Linked DNA regions of Zea mays: region 1 is linked to region 2. A link is a contact called in public Hi-C data. All regions are on one chromosome and are shown on one strand. Each heading gives the region's core, a stretch centred on a gene start, on an enhancer-like site or on the middle of the called end of the contact. The rest is flanking DNA. Distances are from core to core; before and after follow the strand shown.

The links. A called contact is a pair of places that touch in the nucleus more often than the background predicts.
Region 1: a Hi-C map of ear shows a contact between it and region 2, with 2.7 times the contacts expected there. The contact joins the promoter of LOC100284706 here to the promoter of LOC100381809 in region 2. A contact is called at or near these places in 3 of 25 Hi-C or Micro-C datasets (ear, endosperm and tassel).

What each region holds. Positions count from the first base shown.
Region 1 is chr1:143,801,377-143,804,701 of Zm-B73-REFERENCE-NAM-5.0, forward strand. LOC100284706 (AT hook-containing MAR binding 1-like protein) reads right to left here and starts at 1,977. Exons shown (of 1, transcript NM_001157601.2): 1 at 977-1,977. The coding sequence starts at 1,907. The coding sequence ends at 1,314.
Region 2 is chr1:143,588,398-143,591,993 of Zm-B73-REFERENCE-NAM-5.0, forward strand. It overlaps LOC100381809 (Pyridoxine/pyridoxamine 5'-phosphate oxidase 1 chloroplastic), which reads right to left and starts at 1,884. Exons shown (of 13, transcript NM_001327881.1): 1 at 1,443-1,884; 2 at 1,323-1,361; 3 at 376-543; 4 at 186-291. The coding sequence starts at 1,811.

The DNA of each region.
Region 1 (3,325 bases), core at 727-3,226, 210 kb after region 2:
AAATGCAAAGAAAATGTTTCCAACCCGCGGCCTGGTGACTCAATGAGATAGCTCTCACCACTGCATCAGGTCTACATTTCTAAACCAAGTATTACCACCATCATAAAATATATAACCAAAGACAAATATATCAAACAAGGAGAAATCAACATCAGAAGCTTCATTAACAAAATATCACATCGTCCACATTAAGGGAATATCAAGGTCACATCACACACAACATGAAAAGAAGAAGCAACACTATGTGATTCCATTGTCATAAATGTAAAACAAATCAAATCTGCCACCATGACATGATCAGTAAACAGTAATAAAGAACACGAAACTAAAATGGTGGCAAACATCATAAGCATTTCACTCTGAACATCAAGTTGTGTCAATTGCATATAACTTTTATTTGAGAAAGCCCATATATAAGGCACTTGAGCAGGACCAAGAACCATTACTTCATATTTCATTTTTCTTAAAAAAAATATATACAAGGATATCCTCCAGATAAGAGGAAACCAGGCACAAAAGACTACGTGGATTAACATAACATTAACCAAACTTCTTCTTAGCAAGGCATGATCCGACATTACACCAACAAATCGAAAAAAAAGGGGCTACATTATAGTGTCCCATCAGAAAATCAAATCTACCAGTTCATGAGGTGGTAACCTAACTTTCAAGGTGAAAGCATAGAGAACATGAAAATAAAATGGTGCCAAATACCTTAAGCATTTCGTTCTGATTAAACAGAAGCCAAATAAATAGTCCTCAGCAGCAACCCCTCCCCATTGAAGAAAATTGTTGCCCAACCTCGTAGAATCTTCACACAAAAAATCCATATACAAGACACTTGAGCAGTACAAAGCTTCATTACTTCACATTTCCTTTTCAGCAAAACCAACAGTAGTCAAAAGAGGTATCAAACTCAAGATAACAATACCGTCAACGAAACCAGGCACAGAATAAAAATAGTATTTAACATAGATTAAGGCAGCATTAAACAAACTCTTTCATAAGTTCATAGCAAGGTATGAACATGGACCCACTGTGCACGTCCAATTCCACACAAAAAGGAGCCACATTCTCCATAACCATCCCCATGACGTTTGATCACAAAATTCAACGACTTTGAAGCACCAAAAGCTCTACATTTGCATCTGATACTAAACTAAGCATACACAAAAGCACACCTGTTTGATAGCGCAGTTCTCAGTTTCCCAACCAACCATCGACCCAGTTGAGCTGTTACTATGTAGGCAGAATTAACAAGAGCAAGATTGCGATCAAAAGGCACAACCTTCCCTTCATCAACCCTTGATCGGTCAGGGCAAATCGTGGAGCACTCCCATCTCGTCGACGCGGAAGCCCAACTCGCTGAGGTCCACCGTCTCGTTGATGGCGATGCCGCTGTCCCATTGCTCCCCGAGCACACCCGCCTCGGCCTCGACTTCGAGATCGATGGCGGCTGCAACCTCTTCCTCCTCCGCCTCAGCCCGTGCCCTACCCTTGAAACATACGCCCATCTTCCTCCTGGAAGTAGGGCCTGCGATGGATGGCGTGTCGGCGGATGTGGCGACGGGGTTTGGGGCGGGGGAGGGTGACGGCGGAGGATTGAAGGGGTGGAATGTAGTGAAGGGCACCCAACTCTCGGCGGTTACGGGCGGGCCTAGTGGAAAGAATGCCCAGGTGCAGAAGTACATGTCAGAGCCAGGGACGATAGGCGGCGGCGCAGGGAGCTCAGCGGCGACGAAGGCGCGGCGGCAGGCCGATGTCGGGCAGCGGAGGCGGCGCCCAAGGTAGAGACGCGGGAATGAGTGCACGTAGCAGCAGTGCGGGCACGCGGTCCAGAACGCTACCTCGCCGGTGATGTCGGCAACGCCGGCGGACGCGGAGGCGCCGGGGTGGGCCATCTCCATTCTCCACAGGGTGCGTGCGGGTTTGCTGCCGTTTCGGGGGGTGTTGCCAAAACCCCCAAAATCGAGAGACGAAACGAAAGGAAGCGCCCGCCGGAAGGATGCTACTGTACCAATTTTAGTGCGGCGGCAGTATGGATGGGGTCATGGGGATATGGCCTGAGGCCTATGGAACGGCCCATGGTCCGCAGGTTTGGCCTGGCCAGAGACAGTCACAGAGCACAGCGATCGCCAGTTCGCCACCATGCGCATGCTAGCCCTGTGTCTGGCCTAGATGGCTTAACTCTCAATCTCCTCTAATTGTTAAGAGAATTTGAGTTTTCAAATTGGTTTTTATTTAAGATGTTGCATTCTTATTTCAGTTGTTTTAACCAGGCTTAGTAGATGAAATATCTAAAATATATATATGAAACGATTTAAAATCAATTGAAAACTAATTAAAGGATTGAATAAGATAAAATAGCTAAAAATAAGATGGAATGACTTAGTATATACTGACTTAAAATAATATATAATGACTTAAATAATATGAAATGACTTAAAATAGATCAATATCAGATGAAATTACTTAAAACTGCCTCAATTTAGAGGGTGTTTGACATGGCTCTAGAGTAAAACTTTAAGGAAGAGTTGGGCAGAGCTGGCCAAACACATCAACTACAGAGTTACAAACTCTAAGAAGTTTTGGGAGTTGTAGTACAATTTTTTGAGTACCACTTTTGCTGCTCTAAAATCCTTAAAAACTATCAAGACATGGAGTTTGAAGGTATTTACCTGCCACTGCCACTGTTATGAGAAAATAATCTAGACTCCTGAGCAGAGCTGCTCCACCCAGAGTTTCAGAGTAGAGCTGCTCTGAAGTGGAGCAGAGCTATGTCAAACACGCCTATAAGGAAAATGGACCCCGGTCCATTTAACTAATTGATTTTGGTGTTTGATGAACAACATAACCAGTGAACTAATGTTATCGAAGTGTTTGTGTTTTGTAGCTCACAGGATGCGAAGTGAATTGGACTTAGGCTCTAAGAATGCAACACCTCAGAAGAAGACTTGAAAACACTCTAAGAAGAACTACAAATATTCAGTGTAAGTCCAAGACATAAGACCATACAAGCCCAAGATAAGAAGATAGAAGATTCAAGAAGTGGGTTGTCAACTGGCGCACCAGTGCACGCACTGGATCGTGTGCGCAGAGAGCTCTGGAAAAGGCTCTCGAGTAGTTGAACCACACAAATGGGTTGGAGAGGGCGGTTGCAGGATGGGAGCCTAACGAAACATGCACGGTAGGCCCCCTTACTTTACCATGCGGGATAGCCATGCCCATCGGCGCTGATATATGTATTTTTTATTTCATGTCTATGGGCTCGTTTATGGTTTAACTTCTTTTTATTTCACCGTGATTAATCTTAGCATGTTTCCTA
Region 2 (3,596 bases), core at 634-3,133:
TTTCCTATAAAAAGTACAAAATATATTATATTTCAAACATATGAATATATTTAAATTGTAGATACTCCTTAGTGGGAGTGACGTACATGTAGCAAACAGAGAAAAGATTATTCGGTGGCTCAAGCTTGACATTAAATCAGAAACACAATTAGAACAGCAAGGAAGGATACAAAAAGCAGATATACCATGAAATGAGAAACCAAACATTGCATCAACAATAACATCAAACTCCCGTGGTAATTCGTTAGGTAGGTCTTCGACAGGTATGAATGGGATCGACAGTGATTCAAGCTAAAAAACACGAAGGGTTCATGTTATATTGGAAAAAGAGAACCATACAGCATACCAAGAAGTGAGGGAGGCATGATGGTTTACCTGAGTAACGAGACCAGAATATAGAGGTTTGGGTGTGCGTTTTGGGTAGCAAATAGATGGCCTATATCCAAAGTGATAAAGATGACGAGCAGCTACCAGACCATCACCACCATTATTTCCTGGGCCACAGATAACAAGTACCCTTGCATGTTCATTCAACTTGTAAACCTGTGTTGATTATGAACATTTGCAGAAAACAGCAAGTGAGCAGGCACAAAACTTATATTTTTAAAGAAAGATAGATTTAAGAAGGGAAACTAAAACTAATATATGTAAGCACAGAATATGAGGTCCTACAGAACATATACAGCACATTGTATGGTTTTCCCTCCATTCATACTACTTAGTGGAAGTTCTTAAATCGCATCTAAGCAGACACAGTAAGTAGTTCTTTTATGCACTTTTAGGTATCATCAGAAGGTATCTCGAATCACTTAACAAGAAATGCTAGTTCCAATTTCACTCAACAAGAGCAAAACAAATCTATATCTAAACTCAAATCCTGATAATTTTGTGTAAAATTTAATTGTGAAATTTTATGACTTGCAGAGTAGCACACATCAACTATGCAACATCACTAATACATTCGCAAAAAAAACAGCTACTATATTCAATTTCAATCATAGAATAGATTTAGGATCCTTGATACGAGCCTGCCCCTAAAATAACTACCTTCTACTTGATCAAGTCAGGCAGGAGAGTACCAAACAAGTGACAGCATGTATACGATACAATTTGCAAAACCTACAGAAGCCTGATTTCCAAACTAAACCTCATAATCGAGGAACCAGGATCACTAACATTAAAAATGGTAAATGGACATGGATATTTTTGGTCCGTTTGCCAAATCTCCTGATTTGCTGAGGTTGAGGCACATTAAACAGAAGAAACTAATAAAACATTGCAAATTCAGTTGGAGAGCAGCACGCAGTGCCCGATGGCCTTACCTCCGCAAGGGCTGCCGCAACGCTCAATCCAGCAAGTTCCTAAAAGCACAACAATTTGATGATCAGCCACCAGCAAAAAAAACCCGGAAAACAGCAACTGGGAGGTGGGAATCCCCTGACCATGAGCTGGTCGACGCTGAACCCGAGCGGGCCCATGAGCTGCTCGTCGATCTCCGCCGCGTCGCGCTGCGTGAGGTGCGTCACCTCCGCCGCGGCGGCCGCTGACGCCGCCAGCGACGCCATGCCTAGCCTCTGCGGGAGGGGAGCAAAGGAAGCGCCCGGAGCAACCGCGGGGAAGCTGGGGAGGCGGCGTGCCGGAAGTTGCAGGCGGTGGACGCGGCTATTGTTCTGGCTGCGAGGGAACGGGGAGAGAGGATGAGGGTTGGTGGTGGTGCTGGCGCTGGCGGCGGAGAGGAGGAATGGCATAGCAAGGGAGAGGACGGTGGTGGCCGATTTGTTGCGGGTTCTGGACGCGACGGCGGCCAGCATCCTCTGGTCCGGGACCGCTGCGGCGCTGCCTCGGCGGACTGGCTCAACTGGTTCACATGCCAGATGCCACTAGGCACAGGCACAGGCACAGGCACAGGCACAGTGCAACAGCTAGGATGGCAATGGATCACGCTCTTAGACCAACTCCAGCAGACTCCCTCTCCGTATCCCTAAAACGCGCGGCCAACAGATTCTCTCTCCTCTCCGTATCCGTCTCCGTTTCCAGCAACACTCCCCATCCCACTCCGCATGCAGTCTATGACACCTGGGGCCCGCCAGCAGGCGCGCGCGCACGCAGAGAGCTGCGGAGAGGAGAGAGAAAGCGTGGAAATGGGGAGTGCAGGGACACGGCGTCTATTTTGCGGAGAGGGATGCGGAGCCTGCTGGAGAGCGCAATAGTGCCTCAAACCGTGCAAAATGCGGATGCGGAGTGGGATGGGGAGCGTTGCTGGAGTTGGTCTTAGTCATGAGTAGGGATGAAAACGGTCGGAAACGGTCGGTAAACACTAAAACCATTATCATTTTCATATTTTTTATCGGAAATGAAATCGAAAACGGTAACTCCGAAAACGGAAACGATATCGGTATTTCGGAAACTTCGGAAACGAAAGTTCGGTACGGAAAATACACCGGTAACGATCGAAATCTAAAATACGATCGGTAAACATATAACATAACAAGCTCACAATACAACAAAGACCAAAAGTTCACAATTTACAAAGATCAAAAGTTCAACCTTTTTGTGCTCTAATTATGTTAAAAAATGTCAACTCAAACAGCTCGACTTTAAAAACAAATACAATATATATAGAGACATATAATATATATATATATATAAACGCACGCACGTTGCTCCGGCCATCTAAACGCACCGCGCACGCAACGTCCACCTTGCAGCCCATTAGCGAACCTTGCAGCCCATTAGCGCAATGTAGCAGAGCGGCACTAGGGAGCGTTGCGTCAGCTTAGTCCCACCTCGCTTAGTAAACTGCACGGTGCACAAATTCTTCTATATAAATAGATACCCTACCGCAGGTAATAACCAAAGTTCAGACCGGCACGAGACCGACGGCTTGGGCCAGAGTGAAAATGTGGGCTTTGCCCGCTTATCTTGTTTTTAATTTTAAATTTCGGAAAATTCCGAATTATATATTTGGTAAATTCCGGTTAAATTCGGTAACCGGAGGAAACAGTCGGTAAAATGCCAAACCGGTTTCGATACCGATTCCGATATAAAATTCCGACAACCGATACCGTTTTCGAAAATACCGTTACCTCTGAATTCGGTCGGCTAAAAATCGAAAACGGTTTTCGGAAAACCGAAAAATTTCGAAACCGTTTTCATCCCTAGTCACGAGTCACGATTACACCGTAGGTAAGATTTTGTACACCCGTCGGTATCTGGCGGGTATCAGATACCACGGATATAATGACGCTTCAAAGGACACGTAGTTGAGGTTGATGACGTAGAACAAAAGAAAAAACCAAGACATAATAAACTTGATCACCGTTACATAAGCAAGCAATATTATAAATACACTAGTTGAGTGTCCATACGTTACGACGATGTACAAATTATTCGATAAATATTAGTTTACAACAATTACATGAAAACGAACAACATATATATCAACCTCAATATCTCACATATGAGGAGTGGACATGTGAGTCAGTAATAGCAAGTGATTGTTCCCCAGAAGCCGTGAAAGGTGAGATTAGGAAGAAGGGATATTGGGGAAGTAATCTTCTATTTCTTAATTGCCAAATGTTCGAATACAAGAGATA